Regions from separate parts of the Mus musculus genome. Here region 2 is linked to region 1. Evidence: chromatin contacts called from public HiChIP or PLAC-seq data. All regions are on one chromosome and are shown on one strand. The core of a region is the stretch at or near the end of the contact, and the rest is flanking DNA. Distances in the headings are between cores, read along the strand shown. Region 1 holds the start of Tmem114 (transmembrane protein 114). Region 2 holds the start of Usp7 (ubiquitin specific peptidase 7).

Region 1 (7,906 bases), core at 3,117-5,616:
TTAGCCATTCTGACTGGTGTGAGGTGGAATTTCAGGGTTGTTTTGATTTGCATTTCCCTGATGATTAAGGATGTTGAAATTTTTTTCAGGTGCTTCTCGCCATCTGGTATTCCTCAGTTGAGGATTCTTTGTTTAGCTCTGCACCCCATTTTTAATGGGGTTATTTGAATTTCTGGAGTCCAGCCTCTTGAGCTTTTTGTATATATTGGATATTAGTCTCCTTTCAGATTTAGGATTGGTAAAAATCCTTTCCCAATCTGTTGGCGGCCTTTTAAGATCCAGCAATACCTCTCCTGGGCATATATCCAGAAGATGTTCCAACTGGTAAGAAGGACACATGCTCCACTATGTTCATAGCAGCCTTATTTATAATAGCCAGAAGCTGGAAAGAACCCAGACGTCCCTCAACAGAGGAATGGATACAGAAAATGTGGTACATTTACACAATGGAGTACTACTCAGCTATTAAAAACAATGAATTTATGAAATTCTTGTGCAAATGGAGGTATCATGAGGATATCATCCTTAGTGAGGTAACCCAATCACAAAAGAAGTCACTTAATATGCACTCACTGGTAAGTGGATATTAGCCCAGAAACTTAGAATACCCAAGATACAATTTGCAAAACACACACACACACAAAAAGCAAGAAGAAGGAAGACCAATGTGTGGGTACTTCATTCCTCCTTAGAATAGGGAACAAAATACCCATGGAAGGAGTTACAGAGACAAAGTTTGGAGCTAAGACGAAAGGATGGACCATTTAGAAACTACTCAACCCGGGGATCCATCCCATAATCAGCCACCAAACCCAGATACTATTGCATATGCCAGCAAGATTTTGCTGAAAGGACCCTGATATAGCTGTCTCATGTGAGGCTAGGCCAGTGCCTGGCAAATACAGAAGTGGATGCTCACAGTCATCTATTGGATGGAACACAATGGAGAAGCTAGAGAAAGTACCCAAGGAGCTGAAGGGGTCTGCAACCCTATAGGTGGAACAACAATATGAACTAACCAGTACCCCCAGAGCTTGTGTCTCTAGCTGCATATGTATCAGAAGATGGCCAGGTCAGCCATCAGTGGAAAGAGAGGCCCCTTGGTCTTGCAAACTTTATATGCCCCAGTACAGGGGAATGGCAGGGCCAAGAATTGGGAGTGGGTGGGTAGGGGAGCAGGGAGGGGGGGTATAGGAGACTTTGGGGATAGCATTTGAAATGTAAATGAAGAAAATATCTAATAAAATTGAAAAAAAAGAAAGGGGGAGAAGAAGGGGGAGGGAGGGGAGGGAGAGAGAGAGAGAAGGGAGGGAAAGGGAGAGGGGAGGAGGAGGGAGAGGGAGAAGGAAAGGGAGAGGGAGAGGGAGAGGGAGAGGGAGAGGGAGAGGGAGAGGGAGAGGGAGAGGGAGAGGGAGAGGGAGAAGAAGCATATAATTAGGCCTTCTGGAGTGTATTTGAATTTTACCTTTGTCTGTAGGTTGTTGGTGTGAATCCTTTTGGTGATGTTTCAAATGAAAATGATGGTAAAGTGTAGTAGATTTTCAAAGCAAAGCTGCTGGTGAGAAAATGGGTCAGTGTGTACAGTGCTTGTTGAGCAGGCTCAGGACCTAAGTGTGAACTCCTTTTCTATCCATGTAAGGGTTTAGCATGGCCAAGCCCATCTGTAGCTGCAGTGCCAGGTGAGGGACAGAGGTAGGTGGATCTCTGGGACTCAGGTCAGGCAGCATAGCCTCAAGTTGTGATATTCAGATTCATTGAGAGACCTTATCTCAACAAATCAGGGAGAACGTGTTGGAGGAAGACACTCAAAGTTGACCTCTGGCTTCCAAATGTGTCTGCACAGGTGAGCATATTTATACATATACACATGTGCACACATGCATATATACCGTCAGGGTGACAGGGGAAAGAGGGATCTTGTGCAAGATGGTGGATGAAGATGATGCAGCAGAACAAGGAGATACCATTTGACAGTTGATAGCCCTGTGAGCTTGCAACTATGAAACTATGAATCCAAGCTCACTGCTCTCCACTGGAAAGGCCAAGCTACTGCTGCAAGAATCAAGATTTGTATGGATATTAGAAGATGGAGGTTATCATCAGCACCAACTAAGACCATCTTCCTTGAGGGGTCCCAGCATGAGGCTTATGTATGGAGTGGAGGCATTGCCAAGAAGCAGGCCATGGTCAAATTACGAATTACAAGGTGATTACAAATTTCAGAGGGGGTCTACTTTTCTGATTTGTGGACTGCTGTTATCTACAAGTTGTGTTCTGGGTTCTGTATCCAAACAAAAGTAACTGATTTGAAGATTCCATGACTGATGGCCTCCCAAGTACAGCTTGTTTAATTGTGATAGCTTGGGATACAAAAGGTGTCTTTTATTCAGGCAACAGGGAAAGATAGAAAGGAGGAGGATCAGGGAGGGCAGAGGAAAGGAGCTTGCCTCCAAGGACAGGAGAGATAACATTTGTGGAGGAACAGTGTTTAACTCATTAGGTGGCTTTAGTCAAAGGTGTCATTTACAGCAAAGCTAGTGGGAGACCATTGCCTGGCTGTGTGACTTCCACAATTAGTGACTTTAGAAAGCCGAGAGCAAGTAAAATCCAGGGTCTAATTAGGGTTTCCTGGGTAACATGCGTGCTGATACTGCTGAGGATGAAGATGGGGGTGAGGTTGGAGACTAAGATGGAAAACAAGGACAGCACAAATCTCTATGTTAATTTTCTGCTGTCCTTATCAAGTCTAACCTCGACATTCAACTAGCTTAGCTCCAGTTACCAGGACCCCTCGCTCTTTTTCTAGTTTATCTCCCCACTAACGCCTCTTAAAATTATGTGTGTGCACTTTCCATGGAGACTGGAGGTGGGGTGATATCAGGTCTACATTGCTTTATTGTTTTCAGATGGGCTTTTTCACTGAATTTGGAGCTAGGCTTGCAATCAGCAAGCCCTGGAAATCCTCCTGTATTTGTCCTTTCCACACAGAGCTGGGGTTACGGTGCATATGACCCTGTCTATGTTTTTATGTGCATTCCGGGGTTTTGAATTAATGTCGTTGTGTCTCAAGGGCTCTTACCTCCTGAGCTGTCTCTCCAGCTCCCTCACCTCAATTATTCTTGCTTCTTGCCATTTGGTGGTACATAGCAATATCACAGATATTGGGGGTTTTGGCCCCCCTCACCATGAGGTTAGAACATTTCAGTCTCCTACTTAGACTTTCCAAAGAGTTAAACTGTGAGTCCAATGAGCTCTGAAATCCCAAGTCCCACTCATGAGTCTGCAGATCTGTACACCTTTGCTTTCTACCTTCTCGTCTTTCTTCTAAGCCCCCTTCCCTCACCAGATTCTTGAAACTTCTCTGTATGTAGCAAACTTTCACACTCCTGCAGGTAGGGTAAACTGCTGGCTTGTCCACATCTCAGGGTCAATGTTGCTTCCCCAAAGACTAACTGAGGCCTCCCATCTGGTTACTCACCCCTATTCACTGACTTCAGCATTACAGTTTTTTAAAACTGTGTCACAGCAGCATCAAGGGTTTGAGCGCTCAGCGAAGAAGGTAGCAATGAGGGGCCATTGAGAACTGCAGACTGCAAGTCAGGCCATCTCTGACTCTTCAAACCTGCTTCCCTCACTCCCATCGCCATACACACAGGAGAGTTTCCTTGGGGTGTCTTGCTTTAGGAATGGGAAGTCTGGGCTGCGTTTGGACTGCTAATGCCCTTTCTTCTTAGCATGGACCCTCGTGCCAGGAATGAGAGGTTTTGTGCTGAGGAAGGGGATGGCAGTATTGGTAACGCTGGTAATGGCGGCTATGGTAAAGAAAATGGTAACGGTGTTTGTGGTAACAGTGGTGATGAGGTTGTTGGTGCTGGTGATGAAGATGGTGGGGATGGTTGTTATTGTTGGTGTGGTAATGGTGACGGGGTGAGGGTGGGATGACGGTGGTGGTGCTGATGGTGGGGTGAGGGCAATGGTAGAAATGGTGAGGCTGATGATGGTGGTAGTAGTGGTGATGTAGATGATGGGGTGGCGGGTAGGGCTGTGGTGTTAGTGAAGTGGTGGTTGTGATGATGAAGATTTTTGTTGACAAAGAAAATAGAGTCACAGAATCTAATGTTCCCTGTTGACTAAAAGAATTTTTGTGGAAAAAAAAAATCCCGACCTTTTCTTTTGTAGTCAGCAGAGGAAAATTACTTGAAGGTGCATTTTGGAATCAAAAGCGCCTCAGGAGGAGGCTTTGCAGGAGACTCTGCAACCCCAGATTAGAGAAAGTCAGCCTCCTCTGACTCCCTAGTATCTGAAGTCCGCCTTCTCTTCAGCACCGCCCCCTTGGCACCTCCCTCTGTCCAGCCTGCTCGTCTTGTGAGCCCAGTCTTCTTGAGGTTTCAGGACGCTCGCCCCGATCCGGAGCGGTGGGAAGCGAAGATAGACGCCGGCTGAACTGGGGGCGCCGAGGTAGAGGTGTGGGGAGAACAAGGAGGACTGAGGTCGACAGAGGCGGGGAGCTGCTGGAGGGGTTCATGGAGGGTGAGGCAGGGGAGTGGAGGCAGTAGTCGGGGGCTGGGGAGAAGAGTGCAGAGCCAGAAAGGAGGAGACGCTGGAACGGGGCGCAAGTTGGAGCTGCGAGAGCAGGTGGCACCTGTGCTAGTCGGACCCGGGAGGGTCGGGAGGCACTAGGGTGGAGGTCTGCGAGGACAGGGATCCCTGAGGACACTGATTTGGGCCGGAGCACGTGCGGGTGGGATCGCGTAAGTGGAGCCAGAGATCCACGCTGGAGAATCTGGAGTGCAGCGAACAGACGGGGAGCGTGGGCAGGAGCCGGCGCCCGGGGGCCCAACGCTGGGAGATGCGGGTGCGCCTGGGCGCTCTGGCGGGAGCGGCGGCGCTGAGCGGGGCTCTGAGCTTCGTGCTGCTGGCAGCAGCCATCGGCACCGACTTCTGGTACATCATCGACACCGAGAGGCTGGAAAGGAGCAGCCAGAGGATGAGGGACCAGGGACCGGCCAACCGCAGCCAGCAAGAGCCTCTGAGCTCCCACTCGGGACTCTGGAGAACTTGCCGGGGTAAGGGTCCTTCCAGGGTCCGTGTTCTCACCTGGGTGCAGTACCTGGGACCTGTTGCTTACCTCATACTCCTATCTCAACCTCCAAGCTCACAGTGCCAAGCACTTAGGGGTGCTGGGAGGATGGACAGAGGCTGGCCTGCAAAAGTGCGAAGTGCCAGCTTACAAGTGCATAACACCCTCTTGCTTTCTTGGGCCGGAGACATCTAAGGCAGCTTTGGGGCAGGGGTCGGAGGGGGGGGGGGCAGGGAGAATGTCAGGATTCTGCAGGTGAAACTCCTTCCTCCCATCAGTCCAGAGCTCCTGCACGCCGTTGATGAACCCTTTCTGGCAGGAGAATGTGACGGTCAGCGACTCCAGCAGACAGCTTCTCAGTAAGTCCGGGGACAATGGATGGAGGGAACTGTCCCTCAGTTTTGATGCTCTTCTCCAAACCTGAACTTCAGTGGTCATGGAGGCTGTGGGTGGGAGGCCTTTGACCACAGGGCCTGAGAGGGTGGGGCTATGCCTGGGGGCGGGGCCACTCTCATTTTAACTTGAAGGTATGTAGAATCCATCCAACCAATAGACAGCCCTGTGCACCATTGATGACTGAGCTAGACCTCAAATCCAGGCAGTGCCCTCTAGGCCTTCCTGGACTTGCTGCGGAGAGAGGTCGTCACTACACAAGCAATTACATTTGAGTGGTAGTCCTCATGAAAGAAGGTGGGGGGAGTCCAAGCCAGCGGCCAAACACCTTTGGATGGTGAAGCTGAATGAAAGGTGAAAGGTCTTGTCAGGCAGTCTGAGGGCCAGCTTGTCAGTAGAAAGAGTGTGGGGTGATTTAAAGCAGGTAGTTTAGAAGAGGCGAGCATCCTGTTGCCTGAAGGGCCGTCACCTGTGACTTGTTGGTGCCTGGTTTTCCCAGCACCTCCCACAGGGCCTGCTACTAAGAGAATTGAAGCTCAATATAAAAGGGAAAGGGGCTTGAATGACACCTGTGGCAGGACGGGGAAAGGGGGGTAATTTTGTTTATTGGAATTTAGGGCTGCCCAGACACCAGCTAAGAGCTTTCCATCACTGTCTCTGATTCTCACACCCACCCTGCTCAAAGTTGGTACCTCCCTCTTCTCTCCACTACTGTGTCAGTACTGGGTATTAAACCCAGGGTCCTGTTCATACAGGCAAATGTTTTACCACTGAACTCAATCAATCCCTGTCTCTCTCTTCTTCGTTTCAGTTTTTATTTTGAACTAAGTTTTCTAGCCTGACCTTGAACACACACTGCAGCTCTATCAGGCCTGGACTTGCGATTCTCCTGCCTCAGCCACCTGAGTAGCTGGAATTATATTTAGCACCAGGCCTGGAGCATTGTCTCTGTGTTTGACTTTCACTTGGCAACTGAGTCCAAGAAGGGTCTTGAGAGGGGATATGAAACAAGAATGGACATCCATAGACGTTGGGTGTGGGTAGTATTGGACAGACAGCCTGTGGCTTAGGAAGTTGCTCTTAGCCCTCCTCTCTGTCTGTTTCTTCCCTCTGCATCTCAGGTTCCCTCTTGCTTAGGACTTTGCACAGGCTAATTCCTGACATCTTCCCATGTCCCTCTGCTCCCAACTACTAGCTTAGCTTTGCTAATTCTGTCTCACTGAACAGGTCATTTGGCTTTTTGAAGTGTAGAATCTCACCTTTTCATTAGACTGTAAATTCCATGAAGGCAGAGATTTTTCTCTATCCTGCCCATTGTTGAAATCTCAGTACTTAGCATAGAACCTGGCAGAGAGCAGATCACAATCAAAATTATATAGATGTGAATGAATGGATAGATGGATAGATTAATGAATGATTAGATAGATGGATGAGTGAGTGGATGAATGAGTGAATGACCAGATGGATGGAGGAGTGAGAGGATGAGTGAATGACTGGATGGATGGGTGAATGGATGGGTGGATGGATGATGAGTGGATGACTGGATGGATGGAGGAGTGAATGACTAGATGGGTGGAGAACTGAATGGATGGATGTACAAATAGATGACTTGGAACCAAAGTGTTTCTCTCAAGTCCAGTAGCATTCTGGGAAATATTTAACAAATAGCTCTCTTGAAAAAATTTAGAGCCCTTTATTTATATTAGCCCTTTCTGTGTTACATTTCCACTTTGATCAGTTTTACATTGTCAGCATAATATTTCCTGCTCATAAAATTCTCCAAATCTTACCTGGCCCTTGTCAACTCCAGCACAACTCTGTGTAAGCATCCACTGCCAGAGGCTCCCCTGTGGTCACCCCTGTGTGGGAGCTGAGGCGGGGTGTGGGCAGTCTGTACTGCTGTGTACTCCAACTGCGCTGAGAGGTGCTTTGGCTGTTGATTGAGTAGTGCTTCAAGAATCATCTAGAATTTGTGTTTGAAGTATGGAGAGAAGAGTCTATTCCTAACCCAGTGCCTTCTCTGGCCCTCTTGATCCTGGAGTCGGTTTCTTGGTCCTTTCTAAGTCTCATTTCCACACTGATGAAAATGAGGTGTCAAACCCATTCAGGGTGCTGTCAGGACCCCAACACAGGAATGAAAATAAATACACAAAACACTTGGGAGGCTGAGACATGAAGACCAAAAGTTTAAAGACTGCTGAACTCCAATGTGAGTTCAGTGTCGGCCGGGGCAACTTAAACTAAGCGAATAGTTCTGGAGATAGAGTTCAGGGACTTGCCCAGGATGCACAAAGCCTGGGCCCTACCCAGGAGGGATAGATAAAAGAATGATAACACAAGACATCACACAATCAAAGTGAACACCGTCAAGACCCCTACTTTGCTCTTTCGCTGTTGTGTGTGGTGCCTCAAAGAAGGGCTTGGCAGACTCAG
Region 2 (7,906 bases), core at 3,705-6,204, 310 kb before region 1:
GCAAGTGCTCTACTATAGCGCTGCACCCTAGCCCTGCTATGTAATACAAGTTAATCACAGAACTAGCAATAGTATTGGAGTTTAGATTCCCCCTTCCCAGTTCTGTTGTATAATAATACCATACAGTGCAAAGAAGTTCAGTCCCAGCACCCATGTGGAGGCTCACGACCATCTGTAATGGGGTCCAATGCCTCTGCTGCTGTGTCTGAAGACAGTGACAGTGGACTCATATACATAACATGAAAAGTAATGCAGGAAGTGACCAGGTTGGGGGGTGAGGGGCAAGAGAGGGTCTCTGACTCTTCTTCACTAGTGCCTCGGGCTTGTGTCTGTGGACCATGTGTGCCTTCCAGACCCACAGCTTCCCAGCTGTCTGCACAGACACCTCTGGTGTATCTTCATTTTAAGAGTCCCTAGTTATTTTTGTGCATACGTGTGGAGGGCGGAGTCGGGGTGACCTGGTAGGCCAGTGGAGGTCAGAGGCTAACCTGGGGGAGTTGGTTCTGTCCCTTTACCGTGTGGGTTGTAGGGATGGGAGTGAAGCCAGCAGCAAGTGCCTTTATACGTGAGCCATCTTGCTCTTGCTGGGACATTTTTACTCAGATTCTTTTTTTTTTCTTTAAGATTTATTTATTTATATGAGTATACTTAGCTGTCTTCAGACACACCAGATGACACACTGGATCCCATTACAGATGGTTGTGAACCATCATGTGGTTGCTGGGATTTGAACTCAGGACCTTTGGAAGAACAGTCAGAGCTCTTAACCCCTGAACCATCTCTCAAGCCCCGTCACTCAGATTCTTTTTTTTTTTAAGGTATGTTTTCTAATATTTATTTATTTATTTATTTATTTATTTATTATATGTAAGTACACTGTAGCTGTCTTCAGACACTCCAGAAGAGGGCATCAGATCTCATTACAGATGGTTGTGAGCCACCATGTGGTTGCTGGGATTTGAACTCAGGACCTTTGGAAGAGCAGTCGGTGCTCCTAACTGCTGAGCCATCTCACCAGCCCATCACTCAGATTCTTAATGAACTAATTGTTACTTCTAGCTAGATGCCAATTGGGTACCAAGGTAGGCTTTCTGTTTGTTTGTCTTTTCCTTTTTATTTGCATTTATTTTATTCTGGCTTTGGAACAGTCTGCTCCTTTTTAGCGAGGATCACATCAGCCTGGCAGCAGGGCTCATATATGGGCCAGCCAGGCCATGAGCTATATCAGCTCCATCCTTCACATGGATGTGCTCAATGACTAGAGAATCCGCACCCAAATGCCGCCACCTGCATTTTTAGGCATGGTCACCGAGCCTCAGCACAGCCCCACTGTGTGCCTGGGTGCTTCTGCCAACTCCTCCATTGTAGCACAGATCGGGTTTCCTTCCTCATGGCTTCTTTACACTGCTCAGATACTTGGTGGTATTTCAGATATGCAGTTCCCTTGATGGCTTGGGCAGTTTCCTGGGTGTTCTTGAAGTGAACTAAGGGATTTGACCCTCTGGATTTGCATAATCCTGTTGGGTTTTCTGGGTTAAGAAAATGGTCCTCCTGGGATGTTTATACGTGGAAGCTCAGTAGGCTTGTTGATGTATGTGCCATACAATTTGCCCATTTATGGTCCACAGTTGACCTGTAACCTCAGCGCAGGAGGAGCAGAAGGGGAGCCCCAGAGCAAGCTGGCTAGGCAGGCTTGCTCTCTAGAACAGCTCCACTGGTAAGCCACACCCACACTCATGTGGACATACATATAAACCCAGAGACACTACATACAAAAGAAAGAAAGCAGTGACTTCTAGAGACTAACAAGCCAAAGGGCTCTTAAAGTGTTAAATCATAGTCTTGGAGCAGTTAAAAAGCATGACTAGAATGTATAGTTAGGGCTTGGTGGTTCTGAGCAGTTGCTGCTCTTACAGAGGATATGAGTTCAGTCCCCAACTCCCTCATTGGCCAGCTCACATTGGCCTGTAACTCTAGCTGCACAGGTTCTGATGCCCTCTCCTGGCCTTCACGGGTGGGCATGTACATGCACACATGTACACATAATAAAATAGATATTTAAAGTATACAGTGAAGTCACTTCTGCTGTAGACTAGCCTATGACCCTGATCTTGTTTGAGAGTGTTTTCATTACACTCCAAGGCTATCCTCTGCTGTCTATTGTCTCTGTCTTTCCTTGAAAACTTTACAGAGAGACAGCATTCAATCCCCAAGCCCCAACATGCCAGTCTCTAGCTGCCAAGGTTCAATCTATTTTTCTCTTTTTCTTGAAATTGCTTTGCCTGCTAAGGACCTTGATGGAGGTGGAAGTATTTGTAGCCTTTGGGCTGTTTTCTTAAAGTATGATTCATCCCTTTTATAAGTAACACATAGTGGGATCTTACTCTTTGTTTGTTTTTTTTTCGAGACAGGGTTTCTCTGTGTAGCCCTGGCTGTCCTGGAACTCACTCTGTAGACCAGACCAGCAGACTCTGCCTGCTTCTGCCTCCTGAGTGCTGGGATTAAAGGCTTGCGCCACCACGCCTGGCGGGATCTTACTCTTTTTCACTGCTATGTAGTATTTCACTATGTGTATATTCAAGTTAAATAGCTCTAGTCAGAGACTCCTAAATCTAAAATGTTCTGAAATCTGAAACTTTTGAATACCAATATGATGCTGGAAATGGAACTTGATTGTGTGTGTGCTCATGAATTGGCACCCCACCATATGTGCGATGGCACGTGAGCATGAGTGGAAGTCAGAGGACTATTGAATCAGTTCTCTTCTACCATGTGGGGCTCAAGGATCTCACTGGTCAGGCGTGGTGGCAACAGCCTTTACCTGCTGAGCCTTTTGCTGGCCCCAAGTAGAGTGGAAAATTTTATACCTGACCTTGTACGGGGTTGCAGTCAAATACAAAATTCTGTATAAGATTATGTATAAGGTATCTCAGAAATATATGGATTTTACCTTGATTTGGGTTCTGTTATCAAAGATACCTCCTTTTATGTACAGTCAAAAATTCCCCAGACTGAGATGTGAAACACTTCTGGTTCCAGGCACATTAGATAAAAGATACAGAACCATCTCTCCTTTATCCACTTTGGGTTTTTTCCCCCTTTAAGTAAAAAAAAAAAAATTACATGTACATATATTTATTTGAGTGTGTGCGCTTTTGCAGCATGCACAGTGGAAACCAGAGGCCAACTTGCTGGAATTCAGGTCATAGGACTTGGTGACAGCACCTTTGCCCACTCTGCCATTTTGCTGGCCTCTGTTTAGGTTTTGAACTTCAGCAAGGGAAGTTGGGTTGACTGGTGTCCTAAGGCAAGATAGCAAATTGTTGCATTTTTTTTTTCCTGGACTAGCTGGTTATTTTCCTTGCAAGTCATGAAGTGCTAGAAAAGGCTCTTTTTTTATTATTACTAATTAATTTTTTGTGAAAGCAAGTTGTTCAATAGTATTTGCAGTACGACTATCCCAACCCCCTGCACCCAACTCTGGGTGACCTTGGGAAGGAGGAAGGGGCAGGTTTCTGGTGAATCAGGTGCCTTTGGGACCTGGTAGGAGGAAGTTCCTTGATGGGAAGCGTTCAGGCCAAGATGTTCTTGTTTTGTTGTTGATTTGTTTGAGTCCTGGTTGGCTTGGCCATGCCTCCAATTCGAAGAGATCCTACTGCCTCAGCCTCTGCCTCCGCCTCCCAAATTCTGGGATTAAAAAGGCATGTGCTACCCCCCCCCCCCCAAGTCAGTTGGCGCTTAGGCCTTAAATCAATCAGATTTTCCCTCTTCAAATTTCTTGTATTGAAAAGTTCGCTTTTAAAAAAATTTGACTCCTAAAACTTAGAAAGGTAGACGCAGGAGGATCAGGTGTCCATCAAGCACCATGAAAAGTTCCAGGCCAGCTTGGACTACCCGAGAGACTCTTTCCCAGTGGACGATCGTGGCCAACCTGATCTCCTAGAGAGGAAATAAATGAATGCTGGGATAGGTGAGAGCCGAAGGACTACACTTTGCCTTATTGGATCTAGGGTGCAAAAGAGTTAAGTTTCCCACGTATTTGCCCGGGTGAGAATCCCGGGGCCGGTTACGGGCCGTAAAACGGCGCCGCGCCTTGGGCTCCTTGTCCAGCCCAGTTCCCGCGAGCACCCCTACCCTCAGCCGGAGCCCCGCGGCCCTGGGCTGCGCTCCGCTGCCTCACAGAGGAGACCCCGGCGCCCCGCTCCAGCAGGGCTGGCGGGCGGGCGGCCGGCGCGCGGGGTGGGTGCTCCTCGGTGGCGGCGGGCGGGCCGCTCCCTGCTCCGCCTCCCGCTCCGCCTCCCGCTCCGCCCGCCGCCCGCCCTCGTCTCGTTCGCTCCGCTCTCGCCCCCCATGCGGATGTGACATTTCACGCCGCCGCCATTTTGAGAGCGAGCTGAGCCGAGCCGAGCCGCCGGGCGCCGCGTCCGCTGCCGGAGCCCCGACGACGACGCCGAGGAGGCGGAGGCCTCAGCGCCCCGAGCGCGGCCAGCCGGTCACCCGCCCGCGCAGCCTCAGCGGTCGCCGCCGCAGCCCACACCCGGGCCCGCAGGCTCGCCGCGGCCCGCCCGGCCTCCAGCCTTCCGCGCCCGGTCCGAGGCGGGGCTGACTACGCGGCCCCCGCCCGGCCGCCCTCCGCCCCCGGCCGGCCCGCGGCCCCGCAGCCCCGGCCCCGGCGGCGGGAGGCGGGCCCTGCGGCGGCGGCGGCGGCGGCGGCAGCGGCGGCCGCAGCGAGCGAGGAGGCCGCCCGGCTCGGCCCGCCGCCGCCCGCCCGCCTCGGCGCCGAGATTGGGCGAATCGCGAGCAAGTACGTGCGCGTCTCCCTGCCGCCGCCGCCGCCGCCGCCGCCCGCCGCGGGCCGCCCCGGGGCCGCCGCCGCCGACGACGCGCGGGTAGGAAGAGGAGGAGGCCGCCCCGCCGCCGCCGCCGCCGCCGCCTCTGCTAGCAGCCGCCCGCCCGCCGGGCCCGCAGCCCGGGCCTCCGGCCGCAGGCGAGGCCCAGGCCGCGGCCGACATGAACCACCAACAGCAGCAGCAGCAGCAGCAGAAAGCGGGCGAGCAGCAGCTGAGCGAGCCCGAGGACATGGAGATGGAAGGTGAGGCCCGCAGCGGGGCCGGCGCTTTCATTGTGGTCCGGGCGGCCGCGGGAGCCACGCGAGGGCCTCGCCATCTTTAACCAGGCCGGGCTGCCGCTCGGCCCCGCTCGGCCCGGCGCTTTTGCCGGGCCGGGGCTGCACAGTCATGCGGCCCGGCGGGGGGTGGCCCCGGACCCCCGAGTTCACGCATTGTGCAGCGCACGGGCTGCTGGGCACAAAGCGCCGGAGTCGTAAATTAGGATCGAGGTGTGTTGGCTCCGGGTACCCAGGTTGGGAGGCGGGCCCCGGGGACCGTCCTCTTTCCGGGGTGTGTGGCTCTGGCCAGGCTGGTTGGGCCTGCTCCCCGGCCCCTGAGCTCTTGGGGTGGGTATGGGAGCGGGTGCGCAGGTTCCCCTGCACCTGCTTCTGAACGCGCCCCCGGAGAGCCTCCCCCCAATAACTTCCGAGCGCTCTGCCGGGCGTCGCGCTTAATTGCGGAGACACCTGCAAGGCGCGCAGCTGCCCTCAGCCTTTGGACTTGCTGGGAAAGTACTCAGGTTCGCCTAGTTTATAAGTTACCTGGGCTTGTGGAGGAGTTTGGGTACCTGGCTGTAGGTGGTGCCGTCCACGTCCGGCTAAAAAGTGTGCTTGAAACTATGGAGTTCCGCCGCACATGGCTGGCCTACTGCAGAAGCAGATTAAGTTCTGGAGGTAACTATGTTTTCTACCGGAGCCGCAGGAATTTATCTTGGTACTGGATTTTATACTGTTTGTAGAGCTTCGCTATCAAGGTTTGCTGTGAAAGCGCAGTGGAGGGACTCTGGCTTCGGGATCTCATGCTGGGTTGGTCATTTTCTTTTCTTTTGACTTGGTACTTTAAGTGAAGGCAGTATGCGCGGTTACCTGCCCTAAAGGGGTCAGACAGGCAGGAATCCCAGTGAGGGGCAATGAATGGACCGTTCAGCAAGTGATAGTGGCTTTCATAAATGAATGAAGGTTCCTAGGAAGTTGGGGTAAAACTGTATTTGTTGTGTATGATGTAGCATGCTCTAGGCTAGGAATACTGACTCTTGACCCCCCCTGTGAATAACTTGATGGTGATCAGTGGGAATCAAACAATTGTCTGACCATGCAGCAGAGGGAAAAAGGCCCTAGGGGGCCGGGGGAAGGGGGAAGCTGAAGTTCATGCCAAGGACTAGGCTGTTTCTCTTGGCCTCAGCAAATCAGTAATTTCAGAGTGTCTGGCAAGTGCGATTAAACCAAATAGCTGATGGAACTCACCTTTGGGAGATTAGTGTACTCCTTTTATGCTATAATTTCATGCACGTCTAAAGTGGAGAGTTGCTCGGAACGTGAACATCCGTTTTCCTTTCAAGTCTTCCTCACTGCTCCTCTAGGGCTTTGTGAGAATAAGATTGGACAGCGCTGGGGGGGGGCATATTTCTGATACAGACTGTATCTGGAAAAATGTCTATGTCCAAAGTTTTGACGAGATTAGGGTGGTGGAAGATCTTCACAGGTTTTTTTACCCATGATATCCTGGGCTTCATGCTTGCTTCCCAGAGTTTTCTCGTGAAACTTTCATTTTCTATCAAAGTTAGTATTTGAGTTTTAGTGTTTAATGGGTGTTGTGGCTTTCAGTTTTCTATTCTTGCGCTAATTCTGTAGAAAATGCAGTCTTTCAGGGCTGTGGCCATGTGAGCTAGTATAGTGCTTTGGTGTGGGAGTGCACGTTAGACAGTCTTATTTTAGCTTTGCACTCCGCAAATAGGGTACTGTGCTGTTGTCAATTAGGATCAGGAAGGGTTGATAACTTCTTCCAAAGTCCAGAATAGCCGAATTTAGAGTTAACAACTTCGGTAGGTCTCACAAGCCGGGCTGCAAATGGGATCTAGACCGGAGCTAATGGCTAGCACCATTATTTACTTGGGTTTGGTAGAGCCAGCAGCTGGAGGGGGTCAGAGCTATGACCAGCTTGGGAAGGAAGGCTTTGTGAGGCGTATCCTGTCTGCCTTCCCTCTAGGGCAGGGTGGTTTCGATGGAGAGGGAAGCTGGGAGACTGGTTCTGTTGGTTGTAATTTCCCCTCCTATCGGTAGTCAGGGCTAGTATGCTAGTATGCGGTCCTGCCTCACTCTGTCAGAGTTACATTTGTTCTTGAGTGACCACACAGTGCTCATACATCCACTAGAGAATTGGTTATTTTAAGTTCTTAGGAGTGCTGAGGAAAATTAGGAAGGGAAAAATATGGGGAGAGAGAAAATGAGGGTCTGTTTACTGGTGGTGTAACCACAGCCTGCTGTCTGTAAGGCCGGGAAAGCAACTTGTCTTGCTTCTTGCTGGGAGGTAGAGGCAGAGTATATCTGACTGGGGGTGAATTTATTTGGCAGTTCATTTATTGTCTAGCTTCACTGGCCCATTATCTGAAGAGGTGGCTTACATATAGGTGGCTTACATATCTGTAGGTTCTATTAAAGACACACAAGCTTTGCTGTGTGCTTTGCTTGTGGCTCACAGTAATCTCCCTAACAGGAGAATGTGCTGTTCTCTGGGTGACACTTCTGCACTCGAGCACTGTTTCTTTCAGAATGTAGTATTTGAGAGCTGAGTAAGTGGACAGACTTGCTGTCAGGAGCAAATGTGTGACCACTGCAGCTTAGGTAGGCTTTGGTTTGTGGAAGAAATATTTTTTTTTGTTTTACTTATTTTTATTTTATACGCATTGGTGTTTTGCCTGTATGTATGTCTGTGTGAGAGTTCCAGATCCCTTGGAACTGGACAGTTGTGAGCCATCCATGTAGGTGCTGGGAATTGAACCCAGCTCTTCCAGAAGAGCA

Evidence for each region. HiChIP or PLAC-seq counts read pairs in DNA pulled down with a chosen protein or histone mark.
Region 2: a contact with region 1 is called in an H3K4me3 HiChIP or PLAC-seq map of embryonic forebrain, with 2.9 times the contacts expected there. The contact joins the promoter of Usp7 here to the promoter of Tmem114 in region 1. A contact is called at or near these places in 3 of 39 promoter capture datasets (the C10 cell line, the HPC-7 cell line and pre-B cells), 1 of 15 datasets of contacts at CTCF or cohesin (the NIH/3T3 cell line), 1 of 484 Hi-C or Micro-C datasets (B cells), 10 of 115 datasets of contacts at active chromatin or transcription factors (astrocytes, craniofacial prominence, embryonic forebrain and 5 more) and 1 of 9 other capture datasets (adipose tissue).

Annotation. Positions count from the first base shown.
Region 1 is chr16:8,421,596-8,429,501 of GRCm38.p6, reverse strand. Tmem114 (transmembrane protein 114) reads left to right here and starts at 4,366. Exons shown (of 4, transcript NM_029070.2): 1 at 4,366-5,066; 2 at 5,359-5,439. The coding sequence starts at 4,850.
Region 2 is chr16:8,735,390-8,743,295 of GRCm38.p6, reverse strand. Usp7 (ubiquitin specific peptidase 7) reads left to right here and starts at 4,954. Exons shown (of 31, transcript NM_001003918.2): 1 at 4,954-5,092. The coding sequence starts at 5,011.